Regions from separate parts of the Sus scrofa genome. Here region 2 is linked to region 1. Evidence: chromatin contacts called from public HiChIP or PLAC-seq data. All regions are on one chromosome and are shown on one strand. The core of a region is the stretch at or near the end of the contact, and the rest is flanking DNA. Distances in the headings are between cores, read along the strand shown.

Region 1 (7,849 bases), core at 4,842-7,341:
TAGAGTCCTCACAACCTTTTTATCATGATTACCTGAGATCCTAGGTACATGTGATGTTGCACTGAATGCTTTAAGATGTTTCCCACTTCTCCTTCAGCAGCTATGCCTTGCCCCAGTTTTCTGACTTTTCTCAGATGTTGATAAAAGAGAGATGAAGTCCTGGGAACTGTTTTGGAAAGTGCTGCTGAAGACAAATGTGTTTGTGGAACCATTCATTATAGGGGAAGTGACAGTGTTTCTCATGAAATGAAACCATGTGAGACTTTCATGTCCCTTCCCTGATATGGTTTAGATACCACAGAGCTGCAGAGACACCCCAAATAACCTCATCCCCTCCAAGCACAAAGCCATCTTCTGGCTGTGTAAGCAGTTACATTTGATGAGTCAGCAGGGAAAGACCATGTTGGAGGCCAAAGTGTATTTAAGAATTGGGCAGCAATGATCATCACGACCCAATTTTATCTGTTGTATAACTATAAATGTAATAAAATTCATTGAGTAATTAAAAAAAAGAATCGGGCAGCAGGTGGAGGGGCACTTATATTTTTCCCTGTTACTCTGTCCGTCTCTTCTGTTGCTTAGTGCCATAGGACGTGTAGGTGCTGGATTTGGTAGTAGATGAAGAAAATAGTTTCCAAATATTCAGTGATTCCTCAAGTCCTCAGTTATCTCCTTTTAGGGTTTAGACACCCTCACTTAGAATCACTAGAGTGTGTGGTACATAGTGGGAAGTCAAAAGGTCTTTATTGGTTAATGGATCATGGACAGTGATTAGAACCTGGAGTCCCTCATTTTAGATTTAACGTAAAACAAGGAAGTGAAATCCTGCTTTCTCTTCGTTTACCAAAGTTTACTGAGGAGAATGATTGAGGCAATTTTCTAAACTGCATAATAATGATCCTTGGATTTCAGTAAACATTTAAAAAAAAATTTTTTTTTTTTGGCCATGCCCATGGTACGTGCAAGTTCCCAGGTCAAGGATAGAACCTGAGTGACATCAGTGATCATGCTGAATCATTAACCCACTAGGGAACTCTAAAACCTTATTTTCTTGAACCAAACTTCTCTTGGAAACATATCAAAGAGTCTACATGAAGAACACATCCTCAATTTTATTTTCCTGTGTGCACGAGTTTAGTGGTTTTCCTGTTCTTGGCTTTACTTATTCCTCACTTGATAACAAGAAGTTCAGTATAGCTTCTCCCACTGGAAAAGAAGTAGTGTCTAGAGGTGGGTGAGCCACAAGAGAGACAGCAGACAGTTAGCCATTAAGGAAGACAAAGAAAAGAGGCTGGGAGAAAATATTTGCGTATCACCTTTATGATAAAGGATTAAATTCAGAATATACAAAGAACTTTTCAACTTCCTAGTAAGACCATAAAAGGCCCAATTAAAAGGTTATCTGAAGATTTGTATAGATGTTTCACCAAGAGCACATGAAAAAATACTCAACCTTGTTAGTCATTAGGGGAATTCAAATAAAAACCACAGTGAGATACTATTTCACATGTACCAGAATGGGTATAAATAAAAAAGACAATGACAGATCTTGTGGAGGATGTGGAGAGATAGGAACCCTTGTATGTTGCTAATGGGAATTTAAAATGACGCGGCCACTTTGCAAACAGTTTGGTAGTTTTTTTAAAAGTTTAACCTAAATTTATATTATGACCCAACAATTCCAGTCAAAGTATCTCCTCAAGAAAATGAAAACATATGCCTATGCAAAGACTTACATACAAATGCTTGTATTAGCATTATTCATAACAGCTAGGAGTTAAATCAACCCAAATGTCAACTGATGAATAGATAAACCAAAGATAGTATAGTCACATAAGTGGAGTACTATTTAACACTAAAAAGGAGTGAAATGCAGCTGTAATACAAATGAATTAAACAACATTTTGCTAGGGAAAGGAGCCAGATGCAAAAGACCAAATACCATTTAAATGAAATGTCCAGAAGAGGCAAATCTTTTTAGAGGTGCAAGGTAGTTTAGGGCTAGGGGTGGGAATGGAGATTAGCTGTAAGAGCATGAGGAGTTTTGGGGGGTGCTAAAAACTGGATAATGATGATGATGGCACAACTCTATAAATTTATTAAAAATCATTTAAAATAGGTGAAAATTATGATATGTAAATTATTATTTATTTTTATTTTTTGTCTTTTGTTTTTTAGGACCGCACCCCGTGGCATATGGAAGTTCCAAGGCTAGGGGTCTATTCGGAGCTGTAGCTGCTGACCTACACCACAGCCACAGCAACGTGGGATCTGAGTCACATCTGCGATCTATACCATGGTACATGGCAGCGCTGGATCCCCATCCCACTGAGCGAGGCCAGGGATCAAACCCGCAACCTCATGGTTACTAGTCGGGTTCATTAACCACTGAGCCACAACAGGAACTCCCCCTGATATGTAAATTATATCTCAATGAAGTTTAAAAGGAGCAAAGAGCAAAGAAAAGGAGGAGAAACAGGGTCACAACTCAACCGTACAATGACGGATGAGTTTTCAAAACCAAGGAAAAGTACCTAATAAGCACATTCCCTATCATCTCTTGAAGAAAATAGTGGAATGCCAAGTTATATTTCACCAGAGTTCCACCACTTGAGGTAGGTGAGGGGCTTTGCTCCGTGATCTGGACAATTCATTTGTCCAGAAAGAAGAAAGAAGAGTTTCTTCTTTTAGAATTGACACTCTGTGGATAACGATTTGCACTTTGGGAGGGCTCCATCTTCCCATTTTCTTAATTCCTGTTGAAGTTACATGAGAGAGTTGGGTTTGAATTAGTTCAGGAATGAAGTTTGGCTTTTCTGGAGTCTGATTTGTTTTCTAGGTCTTAGAAATGAGATGTTTCATGCTCCTCCACTGGCTTCTGAATGTTTCCTCTTTCTGTCTTCATCTCCGGATGAAATGCTTCCCAGCTTTAGGCCTCAGCTCCTCCCTCATTCTTTCATTTTCTTTTTCTCAGGAGTGTTCAGGTCCCCTTGGATGCTCGGCCGTCACCTCCCTTCCATGATCTATCTCTTCTATTCCCCAGACTTCACTTGGTGGTTGTTAGAGGTTGCCGTCTGTCTGTGTTCCTCAAACTCAAATTCTCTAAACCTGAACTGTTTTTCTTTTTTTCAGCACACACCATCCCTGTCTGTGAATATTTGCTTCCTCTCTTGGTCGAGAGAGTTTGAAACCTCAGTACTTGATGGGATAGTTCTCTTTTCCTTGACTCTCACCTAGTCAGTCCCTTGTTCAGTCTTTCTGTTGCTTCTGTTACAATATCATTCCTTTGCTTCTGTCCTCACCTTACTACCCCCAGAGCCATCTTCTAGATTGAGGCCCTCCTGGTCTTGTGTGCCAGACCTCCTCTCTGGTCTTGCTGCCTCTTGCTTCTTTCCTCTCAACTCCCTCCTGTTTCTTGCTGCTAGATTCTTCTTTCTAAATGACCCATGTACTCCTGCTCTCTAACCCTGACTATGAGATGCTACGGAAATTCTTGAATTAAAATTGCTAATGAAACATAAGGAGTTATTTTTTTAGTTTTGAAGATCAAGACATGTGGAAGCCAAAAGATGCTGGGTTCTGATAATGAAAAATTGGCATTAAACTCTGGTGAAACCTGCTTGTCCCTTTGAATTAACCCTTTGTGTTCACCTGCTTGTCCCTTTGAATTAACCCTTCGAATCAGATGACCATAATGTCCACTCTGTAGACTCATTATGAGGTTAAATTAGAATATATGTTTATAAGTTATGTGCTTTGTAAGCATACTCTTTGCTCATGTTATTTTCATTAATCCTTGCCTAAATGAAATTCAAGATCATTTTCATCCTATTCTGTATATTAACTGCTGCCTCTCAGGGCCATGTCATATATTTAGCCCCCTGCTTTTCTTTATACCTATTTCTGCTGTCACCCCTCTTTCCCTACCTTGGAAATCTCTACCTTTCCTTCAGTGTGACCACAAACCGACATTAAGGTCATTTATTGGAAATCTACTCATGTTCCAGCCTCTGGAATTATAAAGATGAGGAGGGTACATTTCTGCCTTTTTAAGGAGTTTACAGTCCAGTTGAGGATCCAGAAGTAAACAGACCACAAAGTAGAGCGTGAGAGTTTGGGATGTTGTGGAAATCAAAGATGTCCCCAGGTGAGGAAGCAGGGATCAAGGAGGTTCCACGGCAGCTTTGATGCCTGGGTTGTGGCAGGTTTGCTAAAGGTCCGGTGAGAAAGGAGCACATGGACGTGCTGAGCGTGGCCCAAGATAACATGAGGTGACCTGCTGGGGAGGTGATGGTGGCCTTGAGTGGTGGAGAGCTGTGACAAATTTGAGGCATGTTGAGGAATTAGTGGCTGATTGATACTGGTGCAGAGGGAGGAAGAGTGTTGTGGCCTCCCAGTATTTGGCAGTGGGTATTGGCTTCTTTCACTGATGCTAGGGCCTGTGGGAGGAGCACACTATAGGATGGGTGGAGTTCAGATTTTGATTTGCTGATTTCAGAATGCCTCTGTAGTCTCCCTGTGATGTCTGCTAAGTAATTGAACAAAGATGTCTGGAGCTGAGGGAAATGCTCCTGGCTAATGATGTACATTGAAGGTCAACAGAGGATCCATGATAGAAAAAGTGATGGGAGTGAATGAATGAACCTGCCCAGTAGAGTGAGAACAGCAGAGGGCTGACGTCCAGGGAGCAGTTCTAGGAACAGGGAAGTGCCTGAAGGAGTGGTCACGAATTGAAAGGATCACCAAAAAAGATTAATGTCATGTGAGTTTAAGAGTTTAAGAAGTGAGAAGTTGTAACTAGTTTTATCCTGCAGGGCGGGGAAGCGCTGTAGCACGGACTTTAGTGACAAAGAGGTCACTGTTGGTCTTGCCAGAGCCGCCCATGTAGTGCTGTGTGTGGGTGTGTGTCGGGGGGAGTAGGGGCAGAAGCAGAGGGCTGATGAGGCTGATGACAGAGGGTTGAGTAATGCTTGTGAGGTGAGGAAGGGAGTGATTTCAGACAACTCTTTCAAAAAAAAAAAAAAAAATCATACCTGTGATGGGAAAAAGAAAAGGAGGGGGTGGGAGGTAGAGATGGATGTAGGACTGATAGAAGATTCTGCTAAGCTTCTTATTTACTGTCTTACATTTTAAAATATTTTCCTAGCTTGCCTAAAAAAACCCCCAAACAAACCAAAAAACCCCTTGCTTCTACCCTGAGCCAACTGCAGTGATGGTGTGGTGCCATCCCAGCTCTGTTGCCCTCCACTGTTTGAGCCTTCCTCCCCTCAATGGGTGTGATGATACAGCCAGAAGCAGTGACGTTGAGAATATTTATGAAGTATCTGGCACAGTTGCACAGAGTGTGGGTTGAGTCTTATGAGTTCCTATTGCGTGTTGTAGGGACACAATTTGGTGATTGATATTTGGGTGAAACTGAGTTCTTGCCATCTCGTTTATGCTGAGGCCGTTGTGTGGTTTGTGGTTTCAGCAGCCCAGTGTGGACTCAACTGATTGAGCTTTTTGCTCCAAGAACTTCCTTTAAGTTGCCTCTATGCCACACCTGCCTGTAGTCTTTCCTCAGTAGCAGCAGCACTGAAGCTCCCCCCGCCCGTGTGGTGTACAGTGGAGCAACTTTGCACCCTCTGCTCGTCCCAGAACCTGCAGGGTGTTGCAATGAAAATTGCTTCAGCCGTAGTAATGGGCTCCGATCCAGGACTTCACTGATGGGCGGCAGTCCTGTCCTGCCACCTACTGCTCTCCCAGCCAAGAACTGACGAAACCTCTCAAGAATGTGTTGTCTGTGGCAAGCCTGAGTTTCACAGCCATTCCTGAGGTTAGATGGTTTAATGCTTAGAGACCTTCTGTTTTTTTTTTCCAGCCACCCATTGATATCATCCCTGGATTATTTTATTAACTGTCTTGTGATGTTGTTGGTTGTCAGCTGGCTTTTTAAATGAATAAAATGAAGTGGTAGAAAGGGATGAATGTCAATGTCTCCTTTATCTTAGGCCTTGAACTTGGCCCTTGATTTGGCATGCAACACTCAGAGCAGCCTATGCCCTAGGTGTGTTTTAGTCCCATTTTCCTCCCCAAGTGGGAAGAGCTGAGGCTCAGACATGTTAATTAACTTGGCCCTGACTCACACAGCTAGTAGTGGGTAGGGTCAGGATTCCTATCAGATATGATGGAAACTGAATCTGCAGTTCTTTCCATTATCTTGCCCTGGAGTACAAATGCAGAGCAGTTCCAGGGTTGGTTTCAGAGGAAGTGGGAGGGGGAGAATAGAGCAGAGGCGGGGTTTGTTTTCCCTGTCAAGCTCATGAAGGAACTGCTCATCTTCTCAACTGGAGAGATGGTTTTGTTTGGCCTGAACCATGTGCAAAAATCGGGAAATTTCACTTAAGAATCCAGATTTGGATCGGATCTTGAACAAGGAGAAGCTCTGCCCACATGGAGTGTGAACCATCCCATGGCAGTAGCTGCCCCTTCTCTTTGGGAATGTGCTCTCCGGTCACCAGCTCACAGCATCCTCTGCTGATGTCCCTGAGCCTCCTCACTCCTCACTCAGGAGCACTGCTTTCCTGATCCTCTAGACACTCAATTTTGCAGCTCTTGGCTCATTTATCATGTCAATATTACAGATCAACCTTTGACCAGCATGGGTCAGGTGCCCTATGTTGACTGTAAGCATATCTTGCTTCCTCTAACCCCTCTCTGCCAATTGGTCTTGCTTCAGGGATTCTTAATCAGTGATTTTCCCAGTACCTCTTAGCAACCCAGAAAAAATGAAATGGCAGGAGATCTTGCTGCTTAGTGTACACCCAAGAATTAATTGTCACCAGTGAACTCTTCTCTGTGGCCAGCCCTCTCCTAAGGCCTCTAAGCAAGAACCCTACTGCTTTTGTGGTTGGGGAAAAAAATGGACATTCCAGGGTACAAGGAAGGAAAGGTTACTAATGGTGGAGCAGAGGCTTGAACCCTGGGTGTGTTAGATGCCCAGACCTCCTCAGTTTCCCTAGAAGGGAGGTGGGAAGACTGAGGAAGTGTCGGCATCCAGGGCCCCAAAGCGGCTGCCTTGGCACCCACAGCCCTGCTGTCATAATTGGCGGTCAGATCTCAGCATGGGCGGGGAGCCACTGTTCCAGGCCAGGCTGCAGAAACTCCCTCCTTAGCAGGAAGGCCCGGCAGGTGTGCCCTCCAGGCCCTGGCAATGCTTTTCTTCTCCCTGGCTTCCCAGGGTCTCATTATTGCCCTTCTTCTGGTCAAGATTTGGAAGATAAATGCTAGTTAAATTCTTGTGCAGCTGCTCATGATTTTTGGGGGCTGATTATTTGGTGGTGGTTTTCCGATGACAGAGTTGTGGTTAATTACCTCTCTTATTTGTCCTCCACTTTCCACTTTGTTCTTTGGAAGCTGTCATCTGGAATTACAAGAATGTCTGATCTGAGGTTTTGTTTTTTTGTTGTTGTTGTGTTATTTTGGTCACTTTCCTATGGAAAAGCTGGATTAAACCAGTAGATCATATGGGAATACAGCAAATTTCAGTGGAAAGATGTAAAGTTCACAAAAGCCATCTAAAGCAAAGCTTCTGATGAAAGGCACAGCCTCTCTTGCATTTTGGAATCACCTTTAACCTAAGAATCTTTCCCAATTTAAACCAGAGGAGAGAGAGAGAGAGAGTGTATGTGTATGTGTATGTTCCAGAACTGCTAAGATAGAGCTCTGCTGAAAGCCTTGGGAAGAAACAAGTTACCTCACTGGAGGTATAATTCTTTTTGTAATTGAATTAGGTCACTGTATTCATAAGGCACTTCATTAATGCAAGCTTGGAGTCAGTAACCCAAAGGTGCTGGAATGCAAAGCACAC
Region 2 (7,799 bases), core at 3,776-6,275, 130 kb after region 1:
TCCCCAGGTGGTTTTATGCTGCATCAGCCACATTTAGGGTCCAGATCTTTGCAGGAGGAGTTCAGTGACTTAATTTGAAATGCTTATCTGTGAGCCTTCTGAGGGATGTTGGTGGCGCACCTTGTCCTCTGGTAGCAAGTACTCCAGGGCCCAGGGAAATTGCACACAGAGTCTCTGGCCTGCTGGTGTTAATATATAGGTGAAAGCAAGTTAAAATATCATGTTGGTTTGAGAGAAACTCTCAACTTAGGTAAACACCTTAGTTGGTAAACATTACAACAAGAAGATGAGACTGTGATCTATCCCACCACTTCCTCCTGGAAAGCCTAAGGAAGCTGGGCTCAGAGTTCTTGGCCTTAGAACCCCATCCTGTTCAAAATTATTGTGAACTCAAAGAGCATGTCTTTGCATATTACTGTGTTAGAAATTAAAATATAAATATTAACAATAGTTATTTTTTCTAAAATAAACTCATTACATATTAACAGAAATAAGATTTTTATGAAAAAAGTGTATATCAAAATTAAAAAGTAGTAAGAAGGACATTGTCTTACATTTTTGAAGATTTTTTTTTTAATGTATGAGTTCATAGAAGACATTCCGTTTGTTGCAGTATCACATTATATAGACACACGAGAGAATGAAAATGGGAGAAAGCAAATAATATCTTCATATTATAATTAAAATGGTTTTGACCTTGCAGATATCCTAATAGAATCTTGGCATATTATCTCTTAACACCATCGAAGAGGCCACCTGTCATCCCCCAACACACACACACACACACACACACACACACACACACACACGCGCACACACACACACGCACACACACACAAGCTTCCCAGGCTCCTAGATACTGTCTTGGCTCCTCAAAATATAGAATCTGAGATTACTACATTGTTTCGTTCTGTGAATTACTCTATGTGAAAAGACTTCAGATGAACAGAAAGAAGGCAGCTAAGTATTTGTTGAATGAATAAAGGTTAAATATTTATGCACTGTGTACCTTTAATCGGCTGATAAATTAAAATTAGATATCTTTGCAGCCAACCACTTAGAAAATCTGATTATTTTCAAATAAATTAGTTTTCGAAAGCTAATAGTTCTAATTAAGGATAGCACTGGATCATGGCTAACGATCCAGAAAGGTGTCTGAATTCTAGCCCCAATACTTAAAACACAGGTCATAGGCAAGTGACAGAAGCCCTTAGAGCCTCAGTTTCCTCATCTGAAAGTAAGAATAATAGTGGTTAAGGTTCACAATCACTTATATTCATTTCCAAAATCCAAACACCTCTGAAAATGGAAATTTTACTTGGAATTCACTGAATAGGCACATCTGACCAGAATTCCTTTGGTAGTAAAAAGCTGACCAGAATGGACATGAAGCTCTTTTCATTTATCTTACCTAGTAGGATTCTTTGTGTGTTTCATGGTAGAAATTTAATATGTTTGGTTGTGGAATACTGTTGTAGACCTTGATTAGTCACTATGTTATGAATGTTTCATGGTAAATCAGATATGCATTGAATTCCGAAACACATCTGCCCTAAGGACTTTGGATGAGAGGCTGGGGCTAGGTCCTACCACAGCAGGATTAAATGGGCTGGTATAAACCTAAAATGTCTAGGACACTGCCTAGTACCTAGTGTCACATTAGGTTTTGTTAAATAAATAGGGTAATATTTCCAAATATACCTAGAACCTACTGAATGGAAAAAAAAAATCACTATTTATGTTACCAACAGTTCCATATGTATTTTCCTCCCGTTTTGGGCAATAGAAAAATAAAATGGAAAGGTGCTATTTTTCTGAGTTGTATCAGGGAAAATGTTAACATTGGTGGAAGTGTACCTTTCTTGTTACTTAGAAATTAAAAGAACTGTAGTCTTTCAGTTTGTTTTCACTGTGCACCTACTGTGTGCAGCTGAATACTAGGATACATTAGGAAATAAGCCCAAGTCTTTGTCCTGAAGTCACACACAGTCTAGTGGGAGAGAAACAGTTGAGCCAATTGTCTTGCCAAATATTCGGTTTTAAAGGAATTAACCTGACAACACCCTCTAATTTAGGATTGCCAAGAAAAAATGCAGCACTCCCGATTAGAGTTGCAGGTAAACAATGATTAACTCCTTAGTAGAAGCTTATCCCAAATATTGCGTGGGACATACTTATACTAAATGTGGTATTTGACCCACACAATATTTGGAACATACTTAAAACTAAAAAAGTATGTATTGCTTATCTGAAAGCATTGTGGGCATTACTTAACTGGGCATTGTGTATTTTCATTTGCTAAATCTGACAACCCCAACTACAATTCTGGGCTACTTTCAGCCATATTTGGTAAGCTCTGAGAAGGAAATAGATATTGCACTCATATTGGGTAATTGAGTTTTTAAAAGAAAACTATTCATAGAAGATTGGGCAGGGTTAAGGGAAACTAAGGATAATAAAACACCCAGGGCTGGAAGCAATTAACCCCTTGCAGTGGGGCAAGAAGAGGGAGAAAAATGGAGAGGGCTGCTGATGAGCCACAGCCATCCCAGCCTGAGGTGTGTTCCACCAGCACAAACCCAGTAGGAAGGAAATTGGCAGAAAACAAAACAAAACAATAAACAAAACCAGCTCAGAATGGGGTGGGCCTGTGGAGGTGCTGTGACATTGCACAGTTCATTCCAATGTGCATCTGATTAAGATAGCCTTGCATCAGGACACATCATTTGTTACCTCAGCAGTAAGCCTGGGGGAAAGGAGGAGAGGGACAGGGAAGAAAGAAAAGGAAGAATAGATTGGTAGCCTGAAATTGGAAGGTTAAAGAAAAAAGTAGAGCAGCACTATTGATGATTTTAATCAAAGGTAATTTTGCTTCTGCCAGATAGGTTTTTGTCCCTCCTCTTGGAAATAACCACCACAATTTCTTGTATTAACTTACTGGCTAGAACCAGGGCACAGGCCCTTATATCATGCCTGCACTTGCACCACCCTGGAAGCCAGGGCCTCTTAAAGTGTGGTCCTTTGTGCCTCACTGGGCTCCCCCTGCCCAACCTTTATCCTGCTTTGGATGACTCATCCCCTGATGAATCCTAGACCCAGGCCCCTTCTCTCCTCACTATGCTCTTGTCTTCATTCACCCTTAACCCAAGGCCAGGCCTGAGGTGCTTGCCCAAATCCTCCCACCAGACAGCTTTCAATTTGTAGATGTAAATGGCTTATAACATGGTGTGACTAACCAGTCAGTGGGTGAAGGATGAGGTCACAAGGTTACTTGAGCCACTGGACACCACTAGGCTCCTTCTGCCATGGCTCTTCCAGTAAAGGCCACGTCACCAGCCAGAGATGGGTTTTGGAAGGGATTGGGCACTTCAGATGATGACCGGGTGTTGACCTGGGTGTGGCCCTGGGCACTGTTTAAAAGCACACTGCAGACTTTCTGCTCTTGTCCGTGATGGGAACTGATTTCCCTCCTTTCTCCTGATTCCAGTTTCCCAGGCAAGGCTTGCAGCAGACCCAGCAGCAGCAGCAGACGGCCGCCCTGGTGCGGCAGCTCCAGAAGCAGCTTTCTAGTAAGTACGCTCTGCTGGGAACAGACGGCTCCCAGGACATGAAAAATGAGCCATCTGGCAAAACGCAAGTGGCAGATCCTCGAAAACTACTGGCTTCCTCCATGCCATTTGCATGTTTGGTTAAGTCCAGGCTATTCTCATTTTGTCCTGTTTTGGTTTGTATGCTTCTTTTCCTGAAAGGCCCAGTCTTATGTCTTTGAGTTCAGTGACGATGTTTTCCTGTTGCTTCCATCTGAATTGAGAATGTTCCTTTCCATCTGGGGGACCCTGGTGGAATGGCAGGTGCTTTGCTCATCAAGCTGGACACCCTGGCACAACTCTGCCAACACCCTCAAGAGATATGGAGAGGCTAGTGCTAGAAAGACCCATGCCCTGGTCACTAGGGCCGAGACACTCTTACCAGGGCAACTCCTTGCCGATAGTGACTGGGAGAAACCAAAGCCTGTAACACGCTGGCAGATGGCATTGCAGGGTAGCGTTTTTCCCCAGTACTCTTGCTGCCGTGCCAGCTGCTGCCTCTCTAGGTGCATGCCCACCACCTATTTTCTTAGACCTAATCTCAGTGCCAGCTCAGCTCCCGTGAGTCCCCTCACCCTGTGCTGGAGTCCCAGGGTAGGGTTCTTTTAGAAATGGGAGCAAGTCCCCAGTGATACAAAGAGTATTGGCCCAGAAATCAGAAGACCTAAATTCTAGTGCCAACTCCACTGCCATTACCTGTCATTCGTGTGGTGAGGAGCGAGACCAGAGATTCCTCTGGGGTCTTGATTCTGTGCTTCTGAAGTAGAGAGCAAAGAGCAACAAGCTCTGAGGGTGGTGGTGCAGCTCTGGTGGGAACTGTGAGGGAAGGGTGTGGTGTATGACTGAGTGGCAGCTTGGTTCTGGTCTTAGTGTCCCGCCCGGCTGCTGCCTGTGTTTTTTCCTGGGCCGAGGGAACATCTCTCATATCTTCTATCTCTCTGAGGGCATAACCAAGGTCTTTTTTTTTGTTTCCCCTGTAGAGTATTTCCCTCATTTAATTTCAGTTAATTGTGTAAAGCAATCTTTTTCCAATGACTGTTCAATCAGTATGATCTATTAAACACATGCAGTTAAAATTTCACTGTATTTCACCAATTCCAAAGTTCATATTTTTGCATGGCAATAGAATATAATTTTAAGGTAGAGACAACATGTTCTATTTTTAATTTTCTTCTAGTGATTTCAGATATGTACTTCGGATTTTAAAGGAGTTGCAGATTCCCCAAACTCACAAAATGTTTTTTTTTTTTTTTTTTTTTTTTAAACCATTATTTCTGGAGTACTTTCTTAGACCCAGGAACTATGACTTTATATGTGTTCATTCACTTCATTCCTAAACCACCCCTTGAGATGAAGAATTGTGGCTTTTCCCATACTGTAGATGAGGAAACAACTGAACAATGGGGGTGTTGACCTGTTTGCCCAGAGTGACTCAGCCAAGAGCTGGGACTTAGACCATCTCCTTCTAGACCCCATGTCTTAACCACAAGATGCTGCTGCCTGATATCAGCAGTTATGTCCGGTTTCTTTTGTTGAATAAAGGCAACCAAGCTGAGCTGCCCATTGCACAACTCTAGGGGCTCCTTTTATGCCACAGTCCATGTGCACGGGGCCTCTGGATTTGAATAGTCCCACTGGAGTTGTGCAATCAGCAGTTATTTTTAAGCCCATGTCATTTTTCTCTTTGTGTGTGCCTACACACATACATGCACACACCCACACCACACACACAGCCACTCTTTCACAAGCATATACTCTTGCACGGTTCTCTCTGATGCACATACAGCCATTTGCAGACAACTGTCCAATTTCAAGCTACCGCTCTCTTACCTAGTATGATGTTCATGGTAAAGCAGACTCTCTGATGTGCTTTCCTAAAGTTTTGAAAACGTTCAGTGTTTTATGATACTCATAGTTCTTCTGTATATTAGTAGAGATATTTGTTAGTTCAGAGATAGAGACTTTTGATGGGCCAATTCCCTGCATCCCAAAGCTTTATGCTGCCTTGGCAGGTATGCAACTCCAATGCAGAGCCCCCCACCGCAGAATGAATTCAATAGCAGTAATAAAACTCTGGGCTAGTGTTGTACCCCCTGACCAGTCCACCTGCTCCCCTCTTCCTGAGCTTGGTACTTGAAGGCAGTGACAAGAGCATACTGTCTACCTGTGGCATAATTTTGCATCTGCAATCTTATCTGAATTTATTTTTCTCCTTAGGTAACCAGCCACAGCAAGGAGTGACTCCCTATGGGCATCCTTCACACTTCTGAATCTGGAAGAGGACAAGACTTGTTCTTATGAAGCTTTTTGTTTGCACTGGAAAATAGAAAATCAAATTGAATGCAGTAGTCATCTTTAGACATGTCCCTTTATTCTTTCATTTATTTGAAGTTTTCCCATATTTTACGCTACGTTGCATACAAAGGTGTTTAAACAAAAAGTAAAGGAAAAGGTGCAGTTTGGTTTGGTTTCATTCAGCTTTAACATAGGTTTAAAAATGTGGATCATGTGGGCCTACTCCAGGAAGAGTTTGGTAGCAGATCTTTTGAAATTGGTGCTTTTTTTTGAATCTCATAGAAAGAATGAATTGTGGTGGATTTAAAATATTTATGTATTCATTCATGATGAAGATTTTTGTTTGTTTGTTTTTTGCAAACTGTGCCGGACCAAAACTACTGATTTGAGAGGCACGTCAGATCGTGACAGGACAGTGACCCATTCATTCTGCATTTACCTTTGGTGATGAAATGGACATTTATTTGCATTGCTCTAATTTGACATGTTTGTAATTTCATAAGCACTTTATAAACTTTGTTCTTATTTATGTAGGATTTTTCTTTGCTTCTGTTGTGGTCAAAAGGTGCTGAAACAGATTGTTGCTTAGTACTTAAACTTCCTAGACCAAGAACTTCAACTAAGGCTTCGGTGAGAGCCACCCTAAGGTATGTGGAAGCCTGTTAGAAGTAGCTGTACTGAATTTGTTTTCAGTGGAGAGCTCATTGACCAGAGTCTCTGTGAAGGTACAACATGTAAATTCTAAAGGCCTGAACGACCCACAGTGGAATTGTTCCAATTATTTATTGTCAGTTTTGGTAAAATGACCTTGTCCAGTTCTGGTTCTCCTGAACCTTATGCCAACTTGAGAAAAAAATCTTGCAGCTGGCCTGAGATTCCACAGTGCTCAAACTTGACATGGTTTCCAGAGAATCTGGCCCCCATGTCCAGATGGCTCTGGTTTTCATAAGAGATGTATTTGCTGTTTATTTTGTATGGTAAGTATTTGCTATTTTGAATTTAATTATTAATGTTGGTGTCTGTCTTGGTTGTGTATTGCATATACTGTATTTATAAATTGGTGCAAAAAGCACAAGTAAAGTAAATTATACATCAAATTTATTATAAAGAAATAGTAACTATTTTAACTTTGTTCAAGTATGTGGTAATTTGCTCCTATTAGAGTAAAAAATACAGTAAATTATTATCAGTTTGTGTAACTTAAGAGTATTCCATATAATATTTTTTTAGATTTAGAGGCATACAATTTTGAATGTGAAAATTGCAGGGCATTTTAAAACATGTGGGGGATATTTTCCCATGTTCTGTGTTAATACCTTTTCTTTTGCCACATGAATTTACACGTAATGTAGTCGAGCATACTGTGAATAGACCTGTCTATAATTAGCAAACCATGTAGAACTACTTTTTTTAAATGTAGCTGGTACAACTTTAGTAGATCATTTCCTTTGCAAATCATTATATAAATAATTTATATCTTCCTAGGTGAGTTACTCATTGCAAAGTTTGACTCATGCAAACGACCTCAAATACATGTCCGCTTACTTTGCTGTGGCAGCACCCATGTGAACTGCTTTGTACACTGTGAAACGATTTCACTCCAGCCCACTCATTTTGTGTTTACTCTGGGCTGGAAGAGACTTTGCCAAAACATTAAAGACCATTCTTTTCACTAAATTAACATATTCTATCTGCTTTCAGAAGATGAGTCTTGACATTTCAGCTGGTTTTGTATATCAGGTTGTTTTTGTTTTTGCTTTTTCCCCTCTTGAGAATCATACTTAAGAGTTCATCAAGTTATTTTTTTCTTCAGAGTAATATATAAAGACTGCCTTGGCAAAACAACCGAAATGTGAAGGTTGTGCCTAGTGAGTGAGAGTTGTGTTCTGTCCTGATTGCTGTTTTCCTTTCAAAAAT

Evidence for each region. HiChIP or PLAC-seq counts read pairs in DNA pulled down with a chosen protein or histone mark.
Region 2: a contact with region 1 is called in an H3K27ac HiChIP or PLAC-seq map of alveolar macrophages. The contact joins two enhancer-like sites. A contact is called at or near these places in 4 of 47 Hi-C or Micro-C datasets (embryonic fibroblasts and fibroblasts) and 1 of 2 datasets of contacts at active chromatin or transcription factors (alveolar macrophages).

Annotation. Positions count from the first base shown.
Region 1 is chr13:91,481,395-91,489,243 of Sscrofa11.1, forward strand. The region is part of intron 16 of MED12L (mediator of RNA polymerase II transcription subunit 12-like protein); the gene reads left to right. The region is part of intron 1 of GPR87 (G-protein coupled receptor 87); the gene reads right to left. Among named protein-coding and RNA genes, the nearest start is that of GPR87, 13 kb to the right of the region's middle. Within about 2 kb of position 6,092, at least 18 of the 83 cell types and tissues checked have an H3K27ac peak or open chromatin away from gene starts, as enhancers often do. A contact at or near this core is called in alveolar macrophages and embryonic fibroblasts, where this site is marked.
Region 2 is chr13:91,616,111-91,623,909 of Sscrofa11.1, forward strand. It overlaps MED12L (mediator of RNA polymerase II transcription subunit 12-like protein), which reads left to right. Exons shown (of 46, transcript XM_021069608.1): 45 at 3,488-3,569; 46 at 5,805-7,799. The coding sequence ends at 5,857. Among named protein-coding and RNA genes, the nearest start is that of IGSF10, 59 kb to the right of the region's middle. Within about 2 kb of position 5,026, at least 6 of the 83 cell types and tissues checked have an H3K27ac peak or open chromatin away from gene starts, as enhancers often do. A contact at or near this core is called in alveolar macrophages and embryonic fibroblasts, where this site is marked.